2 separate regions of the Mus musculus genome follow, and region 1 is linked to region 2. The links are chromatin contacts, called in public Hi-C maps. All regions are on one chromosome and are shown on one strand. Each heading gives the region's core, a stretch centred on a gene start, on an enhancer-like site or on the middle of the called end of the contact. The rest is flanking DNA. Distances are from core to core; before and after follow the strand shown. Region 1 overlaps Ankfy1 (ankyrin repeat and FYVE domain containing 1). Region 2 holds the start of Ggt6 (gamma-glutamyltransferase 6).

Evidence for each region. A called contact is a pair of places that touch in the nucleus more often than the background predicts.
Region 1: a Hi-C map of cardiomyocytes shows a contact between it and region 2, with 2.3 times the contacts expected there. The contact joins the enhancer-like site here to the promoter of Ggt6 in region 2. A contact is called at or near these places in 14 of 484 Hi-C or Micro-C datasets (the AML12 cell line, B cells, the G1E-ER4 cell line and 11 more), 4 of 115 datasets of contacts at active chromatin or transcription factors (the 230-238 cell line, bone marrow-derived dendritic cells and bone marrow-derived macrophages) and 3 of 9 other capture datasets (adipose tissue, liver and pancreatic islet).

What each region holds. Positions count from the first base shown.
Region 1 is chr11:72,723,217-72,730,141 of GRCm38.p6, forward strand. It overlaps Ankfy1 (ankyrin repeat and FYVE domain containing 1), which reads left to right. Exons shown (of 25, transcript NM_009671.5): 5 at 5,545-5,668. Among named protein-coding and RNA genes, the nearest start is that of Ankfy1, 37 kb to the left of the region's middle. Within about 2 kb of position 3,010, at least 6 of the 459 cell types and tissues checked have an H3K27ac peak or open chromatin away from gene starts, as enhancers often do.
Region 2 is chr11:72,430,617-72,437,541 of GRCm38.p6, forward strand. Ggt6 (gamma-glutamyltransferase 6) reads left to right here and starts at 4,910. Exons shown (of 4, transcript NM_027819.2): 1 at 4,910-5,148; 2 at 5,823-6,025; 3 at 6,103-6,216; 4 at 6,523-6,925. The coding sequence starts at 5,003.

The DNA.
Region 1 (6,925 bases), core at 1,760-4,259, 290 kb after region 2:
GGTGCATTTTCTTTGTTCCTCTCTGAAGTTAGCATTTTAGAACAGTAAGAGACAAAATGTTATCAGATGGTGCCAAGCAGAATGCTGTCCGTGTGCTGTGGCTGTGTCTCTTGGTGACCAGTGAGGTTGATGTAATCGTCTTACAGTACTTCACCATCTCCTTTTCTATTGGGTGTGTGGGGAAAAGGGGCCCCTCTCCTGGGTAGTTTCAACCATGTGTTCCTCATTCAGTCTATTTGTTACTTGTTTGCCCTTCCCCAGGAGATCAAAGAGAGACTTGGCTACCAGGAGCTCCTTGCTCTTTTTTTATTGTGAGGGAGTTTTCCTTTAGGATTGCCCCAGAACCTCACAGAATCCATAGACCAAATCTTTCCAACTACCTATAAGTTATGAGGGCCTGAGAACTGTTTTAATATCTAATTTAAACATAGACGAGTCCAAGGTATTTAGGATTAGATAATTAGCACAACTAACTTTATTATTGAAGTCCTCTAGTTAATTATTGTTTGTTTATTGAGGTTTTTAATTACATAAATATGAATTCATACTAATTTTAATTAGATTGTTTATATCTTCTTTACCTCCAGATATCCTCAGCTTTCTCATTGACTATATCATCAGACTTGCTTATGAAATTGCTTTAATGTTCTGGGATTGGTATAGGTAGTTGTAATGGTATAATGGATCCTTTAATTAAAATGTTACTCTTTATTGATTGCTTAAGCCTCTTGACTATCAACATTACCAGATGCTCAAATTTGTTCTGTTGATTGTGGATATTAAGTTGTTTTTCATAGCTTTTTAAAAGAGCTGGTATGGGAGAGACCAAGACTGGAGTGAATGCTGTCTTTTAATAAGGTCACAGAGTGCCCACTGCTGTCAGGAAGAGAAATGACACATCTAGGATATTAAGCCAGTAGGCTCTGGCAAAACCATGCAGTTCTGTGTGAAGTCAAGGCACTGATTTCTGTGATAGAGAGGCTCTGATGGCTTGGAAATATTAATAATTAACTTGATCAAAAAGAAGGGTGTAGTAACAATTTTGGAATTTTGGTTTCTTTAAAAAACTACAGAAATATTATAGGAATATGCTTTCAATCACAGGTGTGGGATATGGGGCTGCTTTGGCAGCTGTCTACAGTAGCTGACTGTGATTTTGCCAGCTGCAGATAGTTTCTGTGTTTGTGTGACATTTGCAAATCTGGGTAGTTTTCAGAGATTACATAAATGCTAGGGGCTCCAAGAGGTGATGTAGGTTGTTTGGTTTTTGTTGGTAGTTGTTGGTTGATGCTGGTGGCAGTTTAAGTATTCCTACGCAAAGAAGAAAGAGGCAGAGGAGGAGAAGGAAAAGGAAGAAGTGGAGGAGGAGAAATAATAATTAGATATCATAACTGCAAAGATCAAATTTGCTTCAAGGAACTCAATGCCCCCAATCAGCAAGAAAGTAGTCTAATGGCCCCCAACTTTATTTAAGGATCACTTTTCTTCCTCGCTATCTTTTTTTCCGGCTTATCTAGTGTTTAGGAATTGGAAGGTGGAAGAAAAGGAGTAGAGAAGGGTAGAAAGAAGAGCCCATAGTAGCCAAAGACCAGCTACAGAAGGGCTTTTTTTGTAATATCAGAAAATTCTCTTTGAAAAAGTATATTATTAAAATGACTATTTTCATTGATTATAAATATGGGTATAGTATATGCAATTTGGAAAACCGAATTATATAAAGAAAAAGTAGGTCACCTACAACCCAACCATTGTTCATCTGTGTATTTTTCTCTCAATAGTTATCACATCTCACATATATGGGTCGATCTGAAAGGGATTGGTGGCACACACTTTGAATCCTAGCACTTGGAAGGCAAAGAAAGGCAAATCGCTTGTGAGCTCAAGGTCAGCTTGGTCTACAGAGTAAATTCCAGGACTGCCAGGGCTACACAGAAAAACCCTGTCAAACAAAACAAAGCAAAAGCAAAAACAAAAAAGAAAGAAAACCAGACAGAAGTTTGTAGGGTCCCTGGTTTATACTTTAAAAATCAGATGTATGGACTAGAAATATGGCTCAGAGATGAAAAGCCCTTGTTGCTCTTGGAGAGGACTTTGGTTCCCAGAGGCTCACAGCCACTTTTGACTTCATTTTCTGGGGCTCTGATGTCCTTTCCTGGCCTTGTGGGGCTTTTGAAAGCACATGGACTCACATAGATAGACATGCATATAAGAATAATGAATAAATAAATCTTTGCTGGGCATGGTGGCACATGCCATTAATCCCAGCACTTGGAGGTAGAGAAAGATGAGTCTCTGAGTTTAAGTATAGTCTGGTCTACAAAGAGAGTGCCAGGCCAACCAGAGTTATATATGGTGAGCTCCTGTTTCAAAAAACAAGATAGATTGCTTTGTGCTTTTTGTATGCTTTGTGGATATCAAATTTTTAAAAATATATTAATAACAGTATTTTTCCTCCAGAGGATAACTAGCCTGTCTTTCTCTTTTTCAAATAGAAACTATGAGGTGAGAGCTTAATAAAATTATGTGTTCTTGCCAGGAGGTGTTGGCACATGCCATTAATTCCACCAACCTGAGGGACAGAGGCAGATGGATCTCTGAGGTCGTAGCCAGCTTGGTCTACAGAGTGAGTTCCTGGACAACCAGGGCTTCACAGAGAAAAACCCTGTCTCAGAGAGAACGGGAGAAGGAGGGATGGGGGAGAGAGAGAGAGAGAGAGAGAGAGAGAGAGAGAGAGAGAGAGAGAGAGGAGAAGACATGTATTCTTTTGTTGTATGAATCATGTCAGTTACTAGTTATAGTCTTATCCATATGACAAATGGTACTCAGGGGATCTAAATGAGTGAAAATGAACTGTTTGTAAGAAAACATCTGTTGGTATGAACTGTGTTCAAGTCATCCCTTGGCAGTAAGAAGGGAGACTATGATTTTCAGAGTCCAGGCCACTGTCTGTACAAGTGTGTAAAGTAAGTGCTCTGCAGATGTGATTTGGAATCCTTGCAGTCCTATGAGGTGGGCCACCTGCTGCTAGGACACTGTTATAGCAAGACTAGTTTCATCTGTCAGATAGCAGTTTTCTCCTGGAACACTTAATTCCATAGCTGTGGTCAGGTCACAATAACTTTGTTACCCTTTGTTGTGATATGCAGTGTACTTGGAGACTCCAGTGATACAGAAAGGTTTGGGAATACACTGTTTTAGTTTTTGAGCTAGTGTTACACAGTAGCCAATGCTACTTTTGTAGCCCAGGTTTTCTTCCAACTCTTGTTGGAAAGAAATCTCCTTGCCTCAGCCTCCCAAGTATTGAGATTTGAGGTATGTGTCCCTACTCTCAGACTTGTTGGTTTCATTTTTGTTTTGTTTTATTTCAAGACAGGGTTTCTCTCTGTCGACAGGCTGCCTTGAACTCAACAGAAATCTAACTGCCTCTGATTCCCCAAGTGCTAGGATCAAAGGGGTGCATCACCAGTGCCCGTACAGTAACATGTCTACATACTCATTTTAACTTCTTCTAAAAATGCTGTGGAAGGGTTGGTGAGATTGCTCAGCAGGTAAAAATTCTTGCTACATAAACCTGATAATCCAACTGATAATCCAAGTTTGAGCCCTAAAACTCAATTTGGAAGAAGAGAACTGACTTGAAAGTTGTCCTCCAGCCTTCACACTTTTTTTTTTTTTTTTTTTTTTTTTGCTAAAGATTTATTTATTTATTATATGTAAGTACACTGTAGCTGTCTTCAGACATTCCAGAAGAGGGAGTCAGATCTCATTACAGATGGTTGTGAGCCACCATGTGGTTGCTGGGATTTGAACTCTGGACCTTCGGAAGAGCAGTCGGGTGCTCTTACCCACTGAGCCATCTCACCAGCCCAAGCCTTCACACTTTTGTGCACTGTGGCGTGTGCTTGCTTGGCTCTCTCTATAATAATAATAATAATAATAATAATAATAATAATAATAATAATAATAATAAATGTATGAATGAATAATTTGGGTGGAATTGAGGCAAGGGATATACTTTGTGCCCAATTTTCTCTTGGTATACTGTGGTCTGATGTGTGTGTGTGTGTGTGTGTGTGTGTGAGATACTAAGGATTGAATCCACAGCCTCTTGCATACTAGATATGATTCATAATTGTTTCACTATCTTTTAGCTATTTTGGATATTTTATTTATAAAACTTTTATTTATGTGTATGTGAGTGTATGGGGTTGGTGCTTAGAGAGGCTAAAAGAGGACATCAAATTCCTTACAACTAGAGTCATGGGCACCTGGGAACCGCCTGTCATGTGCCCAAGGAACCAAACTTAGGTCCTTTGGAAGAAGAGTTATTCTTAGCTGCTTAGCTGTCTATTAAGTCTACATATGCACCCCCTACCCTTTCACCTCCCCATCCCCCATTATTACTAGGGATTGAACCCAGAGCTTTCCAAGTACAAATCCATCCTAGGCAAACATTCTGCCACTGTCCTATTTTCTAGTCCCTGAATTATAATTTACTCACTTATTTTAATTATCATCATCATTATTGTGTCAGTGTTTTGGCTACATCTGTATCTGTGTACCATGTACATGCAGTATCCATGAAGGTCTGATGAGAGCACTGGATCCTCTAGAACTGAAGTTAGATGGTTGTGAGTTTGCATGTGAGTGCTGTGAACCAAATCTAGGTCCTCTGGAAGAACAGCCAGTGCTCTCAACCTCAGAGGTACCTCTCCAGCCTTCTGAATTATAATTTAATCAGAATACAAATTTATCTTTTGGGGGTACTTTTTTTTTAATTTAATTTTATTTATTATATGTAAGTACACTGTAGCTGTCTTCAGATCTCATTATAGGTGGTTGTGAGCCACCATGTGGTTGCTGGGATCTGAACTCAGGACCTCCGGAAGAGCAGTCAGTGCTCTTAACTGCTGAGCCATCTCACCAGCCCTTGGGGGTACTTTTAAGGAGGTATTTATTAAGCATAGACCCTCATATTTTGAACTTTGAGAATAATAGAGTTGTCTGGAATCTGCAGGCTTATTCCATACAATTCAGTACCAAAGAACTGAAGCCAATCTGTTTTGTGTTTGACTTTAGAATGGCCTGTGCATGTGATCAATGGGTTTCTTGTGATTGCTTTTGAAACTCTTGAAATTTTAAGCTTCATAGGGTTTTTTGCAGGTTATTTTCATTCTGCTCAGGACAGTGTGATGTAATATACTGTCTAATACAAGACTATAAAGCACAGTGTAAGCCAGGCTTAGGCAAGAGGAACCTGACTTCACAGCTAGCCTGGGCTACATAGTGAGATACCCTACCTTAAAAATGGAATGCATATGACCAGGTTTGATAAAATAATAAAAATTGATTTCAATAAGTAAAAATATACACATAAATAAAATACAGCAGTAGCCTAGCCATACTTCCTTATTAAATACAGTGCTTAGCCTTACTCCTCAGTTTTACTAGATATAGCTCGTGTAGCAGTCACTGGTTTTGGTTTACTTATTAATGTATTTGCCTTGCTAATACTGTTCATCATTAATAAATAATCTTTTACAGATGTGAGAAGGGTGTTATGTCTCTGGTGAATGTTAGGAACTGTATTCGCTTCTATCAAACAGCAGAGGAATTAAATGCCAGTACGCTGATGAACTATTGTGCAGAAATTATTGCAAGTCACTGGGTAAGTAAGAGATTGTGTGGTATGGACAAGCCTTCACACTGCAGCTGGAGATCCCAGTGTAAACCCTGTTTCCACAGTATCCTCTCTGTTACCTAGTCTTTGTTGTTTGTATTCTTGAAAAATAAGCAGTTGGGTTAGATGATCTTTGAGGCTTTTTCAATTCTGAAAGTGTTGTTAGGGTCTAGAGTGGAACAGGAAGAGATGGCTAAGGTTCAGGAACAGATGTCAAGAACACCTGCCTTCAGCATTGTCCTAGAGAAGCTGTGACCCAGCATTCAGCTGCCCATGACAGAGCTTTCTCCACTGCTTCACTTATTGGGTTTCCATCATAAATAACAGGTTTTACATTTCTTCGTTATGGTTTGCTTTATACTTTTGTATGTGTATACAGGTGCACGTATGTGGCTCTAGAGGCCAGAGAACAACCTCTGGTGGGATTACTCAAGTACCGTCCACTGTATTTTGAGGCAGGCTCTCTCACTGGCCTAGATTTCACTGATTAGATGAGGTTGGCACCACTGAAGCCCCAGGGATTATCTTGTCTTCTCCCAAACACAGGGCATACAAACTAAGTTTGTTTTGTTTTTCTTTTTTCTTTTCTTTACATTAAATAAATAGATAAATACAGCAATCAGTGTTTTATGAACTAGCTTCTGTGATTGTTTTTGTATATAACTTTTATGGGAGAAACCTTAAAATTCTAAGGAAAGATTTCTAACAGAACTGGCCTGTGTGTACTTAATGTCACAGACCTGAAACCCCAACCACTTCAGGGTCTAAGGCAGGAGGATGTTGAATCCATGGTCCGCCTAAACTGCAAAGCAAGTTCAAGACCAGTGAGAAGAACTAAACCAGACCCTTTTCTCAGAAAAATTTAAAGGGTGGGAAATACAGCTCAGTGGTAGTGTTTGCCTAGCATGCAGGAGGCCCTCAATTTAATTCTGATACTACTAGAAAAGTGGGGTTGTTGTTTGTTGCACTGAGATAAGCTCTCATTCTGTAGCCCAGACTGACCTGAAACTCACTGTGTATCTCAGACTGACCCTAAACTTAGGCAAACATCCTGCCTCAGCCTCTTGATTGATGAAATTAAGGGCATGTGTTGCTATACCTGCTGAAAACTAGCTTTAAAGAGCTGACATAGAGCAGCCTTCCTTCCCTGATAGGGCAACAGTTGTGGAGAACTGATGTGACTCTGTGATTTGTTGTCACAGTTCAGATTTGTTTTGAAATTGCCATCGTTGTAGGCTAATAGTA
Region 2 (6,925 bases), core at 3,660-6,159:
AGGGAAAGGGGGTCTCTGTTTTGTTTTTTGTTTTTTTAAAAGATTTATTTATTTATTATATGTAAGTACACTGTAGCTGTCCAGAAGAGGGAGTCAGATCTTGTTACAGATGGTTGTAAGCCACCATGTGGTTGCTGGGATTTGAACTCCGGACCTTCGGGAGAACAGTAGGGTGCTCTTACCCACTGAGCCATCTCACCAGCCCTCTGTTTTGTTTTCATTGTGCAGTGCTCAGGATGGAACGCTGGGCCTTGTCTGGGATTGCTTTTGTCTTGTCGTTTTTGTTTTATTTTGCTTTGTTTGAGACAATGTTTCAGACAGCACAGTCTGACCTTGAACTCCTAATCCTTTTGCCTCCACCACCTCAGTACAGGGATTATATTTCTATGCTTGACTTCCCAAACTTCTTTCTTTCTTTCTTTCTTTCTTTCTTTCTTTCTTTCTTTCTTTCTTTCTTTCTTTCTTTCTTTCTCTTCCTTCCTTCCTTCCTTCCTTCTTTTCTTTCTTTTTCTTTCTCTTTCTTTCTGTCTTTTATTGTTGTTGTTTTTTTTCGAGACAGGGTTCCTCTGTATAGCCCTGGCTGTCCTGGAACTCACTTTGTAGACCAGGCTGGCCTCGAACTCAGAAATCCGCCTGCCTCTGCCTCCCCAGTGCTGGAATTAAAGGCGTGTGCCACCACGGCCCAGCTCTCTTTCTGTCTTTCTTGCTATTGATCATTTGTTTGTTTGTTTTCTGTTGTTTTTATTTTTGAGAGAGTGTTGCTCTGTGTAGCCTTGGCCATCTTGGAACTTAACTCTGTAGATCAGGTCAACCTTGAACTCAGAAATCCACCTGCCTGTGCCTCCTTAGTACTAGAATTAAAGGCATGGGCCACCATGCCCAGCTTTCTTTTTTCTTTTGCTTTTTAATGATGTGTATCTGTGTATTTGGGTACATGCATATGGGTTCAAGAGGGTGGATGCATAGGAGAGGAGAGGAGAGGAGAGGAGAGGAGAGGAGAGGAGAGGAGAGGAGAGGAGAGGAGAGGAGAGGAGAGGAGAGGAGAAGAGAAGAGAAGAGAAGAGAAGAGAAGAGAAGAGAAGAGAAGAGAAGAGAAGAGAAGAGAAGAGAAGAGAAGAGAAGAGGGTGTTGGTCCCTAAAACTGGACTTACAGGAAATAATGAGATGCCTAATATGGGTGCTGGGAACTGAACTCAGGTTCTCTGCAAGAGCAGTGTATGTTTTGGGGCTGCTCCTAACTGCTGACCCCCTTGTTTTGTTTCTTAAAAGTGTCTCACTAAGCAGCTTTGATCCTGTAACTCTCTTGCCAGGAGCTCTGAGTGCTCCAATTGCAAGCATGTGGGACTGTACCCAGCATCTCTTTTAAAAGAAAAATTTAATGTATATCAGTGTTTTGCCTGCATGTATGTATGTGTACCATGTGCAGTGCGTACCTGTGCCCAATGAGGCCAGAGGAAGGCATCTGATTCCCTGGAAATGAAGTTCTGACAGTTGTGAGTCACCTTTTAGGTGCTGGAAACTGAACCCATATTATCAAGAGCATCAAGTGCTCTTAACGGCTAAGCCATCGCTCCAGCCCCTGTACCTACTACTTTTTACAAAATTAACATATGCTTGGCCAGGCGTGGAGTTGCAAGCCTTTAACCCCAGCACTCTGGAAGCAGATGCAGTCGGATCTCTGTGAACCCATCAGCCTGGTCTACAGAGTGAGTTACAGGATAGCCAAAATTACACCGAGAAACTCTGTATTGGAAAAAAATTCTTTATTATTGCCAGGCTTGGTGTTTTACCTTCAGTCCTAGCACTTGGGAAGCAGAGGTGGTCTGGAAGTCTCTGAGTTTGAGGCCAGCCTGGTCTACAGAGCAAGTTCCAGGACACCCAGAGCTTCCCTTTCTAAAAAACAAAAATAATTAGTTTTAGAGATAAGATAATACAGACTATATAAATGTGATATTATGTAATGTTTTAGATACATGTATGCATTATACAATGTTTAAATGAGGGTAAAAATCTTTTTCTCCACAAACATTCTTTGTCATGAAAACATTCAAATCCAGCCGGGCATGGTGGCACATGCCTTTAATCCCAGCACTTGGGAGACAGAGGCAGGCGGATTTTTGAGTTCGAGGCCAGCCTGGTCTACAAAGTGAGTTCCAGGACAGCCAGGGCTATACAGAGAAACCCTGTCTCGAACCCCCCCCCCCAAAAAAACCCCAAACAAAAACAAAACAAAACAAAAACATTCAAATCCTTCTAGTTTTGAAATGAAGTCGTGCACATCTGTAATCCTAGCACTGAAGTTGAGGCAGGAGGATCTCAAGCTAGAGAACAGGCTGGGCTACATAAAAAAGACTGTCTAAAAAAAAAAAAAACCGGTTCATACATACATAATTAGTGGTATAATACATGGTTGTTACCTACAGTTATCCTGCTGTGCGGTCGCACACTTGAGCTTTTAGACCCGTTTTAGCTATAAACACATCACCTACTGACCAGCTATTCTATTCTAGTCTCAACTTCTATGAGATATGGCCAATGTTAGTGTAGAAAACGAGGTTTTCATAAAACACAAAGTACATGCAGAAAAGCATACATAGATGTGCCACTTGATTTGTGTTCACAGTGGGCACACCCATGAGACCAACACCCTCATTAACAGATGTCAGCTGGGAGCCCACCAAGCTGACAACCAGGATGAAAGATTTTTCCAAGGTGAAAATGTGACACGTCAGAAGCTGTCAGGGTCAGCACCCAGAGCCAGCGCATGCCTATGATCCCAGCACTCAGAAGCAGAGAGGCAGGTGGGTCTGAGTTCGAGACTGGCATGTTCTACAGAGTGAGTTTCAGGATAGACAGGGCTACTACAGAGAAACTCTGTCTCAAAAAAACCAAAACAGGAAGAAAGAAATCACTGTAACAAATATGTCTGTCTAATAGGAAAGTCCAGGCCCCCTTCTCTAAAGGACCTGCTTTCATATGACATTTTGATATTAACTTTTCATTTGTCACTCACATCTTTTTTTTTAAGATTTATTTCTTTTATGTATATGAGTACATTGTAGCTGTCTTCAGACACACCCACCAGAAGAGGGCATCAGATCTCATTACGGATGGTTGTGAGCCACCATGCGGTTGCTGGGATTTGAACTCAGGACCTTCGGAACAGCAGTCAGTGCTCTTAACCACTGAGCCATCTCTTCAGCCCTGTCACTCACATCTTGATATTAAACTTTTAATTGAGCCAGGGATGGTGATGCTTGCCTATGATCCCAGCACTGAGGTGCTGAGGGTAGGAGAATTAGAAGTTCAAGGCCATATTCCTCCCTCAGCTACGTGAGGAGTCTGCGGGCAGCCTGGGCTACATAAAACCCTGTCTCAAAACAAACAAGCAAAGGGCCATTGAGATGGCTCAGTGGATAGGGATGCTCACTGTCAAGCCTGACCATGCTTGGTCCCCTGGATCCAGATGGTAGGAGAAAACCAACTGCCACAAGCTGTCCTCTGATTTCCACATGCATGCTATGACACTCATGTGCCACACACCACACATACAAACACACACACAAGAAAGAAATGTAATAAAAAAAAAATAAAGGCAGGCATAGTGGCACACACCTTTAATCCCAGGACTCAGAAGACAAAGGCAGACAGATTTCTGAGTTTAAGGCCAATGATTTAGTATACATAGTGAGACCTTGTCCCAAACAAACAAAACTCAAAAAGATCTTTTAGTTTTATTAATAAATATGAGTGGTACTTTAAAAAAAAAAAAAGACAGCTAAGTGTGGTGTCCCGTGCCTTTAATCCCAGCACTTGGGAGGTAGAGGCAGGCAGATTTCTGAGTTCAAGGACAGCCTGGTCTACAAAGTGAGTTCCAGGACAGCCAGGGCTATACAGAGAAACCCTGTCTCGAAGAAAGACAGACAGACAGACAGAAAGAAAGAGAGAGAGAGAGAGAGAGAGAGAGAGAGAGAGAAAGAAAGAAAGAAAGAAAGAAAGAGAGAAAGAGAGAGAGAAAGAAAACAAAAGACAAAAGGAAGGAAGGAAAAAGAAAAGTAGGAGAGAAAGGTAAACAAGACTTCTCTGGCTTCTTCCCAGATGCCCTGACTGTTCCGCACTCCAGCTGCGTTCTGACTCTAAACGTTAACCGGTCTTACCTTGTTCTGAGCCTTGCTTAAGACACACAATGTGTGCCCTTTCCTACCTGGCCTCTTTCACTCCCCATGTTCCCTCTGATTCATGTACAATATTACACATAATTGTCTCTTGTTCATTCTTTCTGCTGCAGATACCCCAGTGCCTGAATAATGGCTTGCACGGTTTTTCCTGACAATGGTGTTAGCATAGTTTCCAATGTGGGACTGTTGCAAATAGCACTGCTTTGCCCAGGAACAGGTCCTTGATGTGAATGCCAGGAAGAAGGTTGGAACCGTGTTTTCCAGACTGTTTCCCCACAGAGGTCTCTGACTCCGCCTTCTGGACAAAAGCCACATGACACATCCAGGGATGGCCCTCACCCCCCAAGCTGTTCGCCAGATTTCATAGTAGCCCAAGATTGGACCATGACCCTCCTTGGAAGCCACACCCCCTGACAATATAACCTGGTTGGTGGTGCTAAGCCACACCTAGGCTACCCTTTGTAACCATAGCTCTAATTCATGTCCACGATTCCTAGAGACCTGAGTAGCTTTGGGATCTCAAAGGTAAAGAGAGACTCCACTCACCCCACCTCTTAGTCTATAGCTATAGTGTTGGGCTCCTCCTAGACCTGTATAAATTGTGACTCTGTATGGCAGCTGCTCGGGGAACCTTTATAAGAGCCCCGAGTCCTAACGAGGCAGGCTCATAGCAGCCTTCCCAGCCCCGCCCTGCCCAGACCTGTTCTCTGTTTCACCACCTCCATTCCCCAAGGCCACCCAGCACCAGCCACAACCTGCTTGCTTGCCTCTCTGGCAGTGTCAACTGTCAGGGCTCTCGGCAAAGATCTGGGGTAGCACGGGCCATGGATGCCACCACAGGACCTGTGCACTATCACAAGCTACAACTCTGGGAGCCTGGCGTGGAGTCAGAGGAGGAGGAGGAGGAGGAAGAGGAAGAGATAGCAGAGCCACTGGTCCTCTCCCTAAGGAGACTCCAAAATACCCCCCGGTGAGTCAGCAAGGGCCTGGGGACCTCCATAACTCAGGCTGGACGGCTGGCAAGGTCCTCTCTCTGGAATCCCTAAGCTGGGTCAGGCAATCTCACACTTGGCTGAGCATCAGGGACTTTCTAGATGAGTTTGGGGGGAGGGGAGCTCTAGGCTGCAGATCCAACTTGGGACTGAGCCAGTCAGTCAGAGGAAGGTCTGTGTATCTTAAGAGAAGACATCTTAGACATCTGTATCAAGCTGGACCCAGTACTGCCCCAGCTCTCCCAGCCTCACCCCAGCTCCATGCCATAGCACCTGCTGGACGGGTTGGGACTGGGCTACACCTGGATGAACCCTGCTCCTCAACCACCTCTCCCCATGTGCCAAGCCCCTTCCAGGTCTCCCTCTGACTGACTGGCCACCCCTGCCTCCTCCAGCTCTTCTGTTAGACACTCTCTCCAAGCCAGCCTCAGTTTCTCCAACTTTTTCCTACCTCTGTGTCTTTGCCAATGCAGTGCCCTGGGCTCTCTCTCTCTCTCTCTCTCTCTCTCTCTCTCTCTCTCTTCTCTCTCTCTCTCTCTCCAATTTATACTCTTGCAAAATCAAACCTTTGGGGGAAACATTCCTTGGGTCTTCTTGGGGTTCCTGGGTGCTCCTTTACCCCATCCCTGGCTCAGGACTCCCCTTTCTGCAGGAACGAGGTTGGTGGGTTGCCAGGAGCCTGGGCCCGCCTGCTGGCAGGCTTGTTGCTGCTGGCTGTTAGCAGCTCTCTGGCTCTGAGGCAGCTGCACAGTAGGGACAGCCCAAGAGGAAACTTGGGCTCTGTGGCCCCTCCAGCCAGCAGACACTCCCATCGCCCTGGTGTGTACCACCACAGCGCCATTATCAGCCCGGCAGGTCAGTGTTTGGGAAGGGGCTAGGGGTCAGTGGTTCAGGGCACCTCCCCATCACACACAGACCTTTCCTTACTGCAGCCACATGTTCCCAACTGGGCCAAGAGTTGCTTGTCGCTGGGGGCAATGTCGTGGATGCTGGAGTTGGAGCAGCTTTGTGTCTGGCGGTGGTACATCCTCATGCAACAGGCTTAGGTCAGTGTAATCTGTGGGCCCTGAACCTCAGAGCTTCTAACCTGGGGCCTAGTTAGTGACCTGGAACTCATTAGGGCAGTCAGTGGCCATTACCTCAAGACTAGCTAGTGAGCAGGACATGGGATCTGAGCACCAGGCCTAGTCTTGAGTAACCTTTGACCCTGGTCAGCAACTCCTGATTTCAGGCTTAGTCAGTGACCTCTATTGCAAGCAAGACAGTGATTCTCTACCTGGGACCACTGGAGGATCTTGACCCCAATTCTGGCCAGTGCCTCTGATCCCCATGTGACCTCTGTCTCCCAACAGGTGCCACATTCTGGGGTCTCTTCTACAATAGCTCTTCAGGAAACTCAACTGCCCTGACAGCAGGCCCAACCCAACTCCTGGCCCCCGGCCTGGGGCTGCCCACGGGTCTGCCTGCTCTGCATTTGCTTCATGCCCACTTCGGCCGCCTGCCCTGGCCACACCTGCTGACCAAGCCTGCCATGCTGGCTGAAAAGGGCTTTGAGGTAGATGCACCCCTGGCAAACGCACTAGCCATCCAGGGCACAAAGGGGCTCTGTCCATTGTTCTGCCATACCAATGGAACCCCACTGGGCCTTGGGGCTCGGGCCACCAACCCCAACCTGGCAGCTGTATTACGCAGCGCAGCCCTGGCCTCCAGCCCAGATCTCGCTGGGAAGGCCTTGCTGAACCCGCTGGTCAGAGA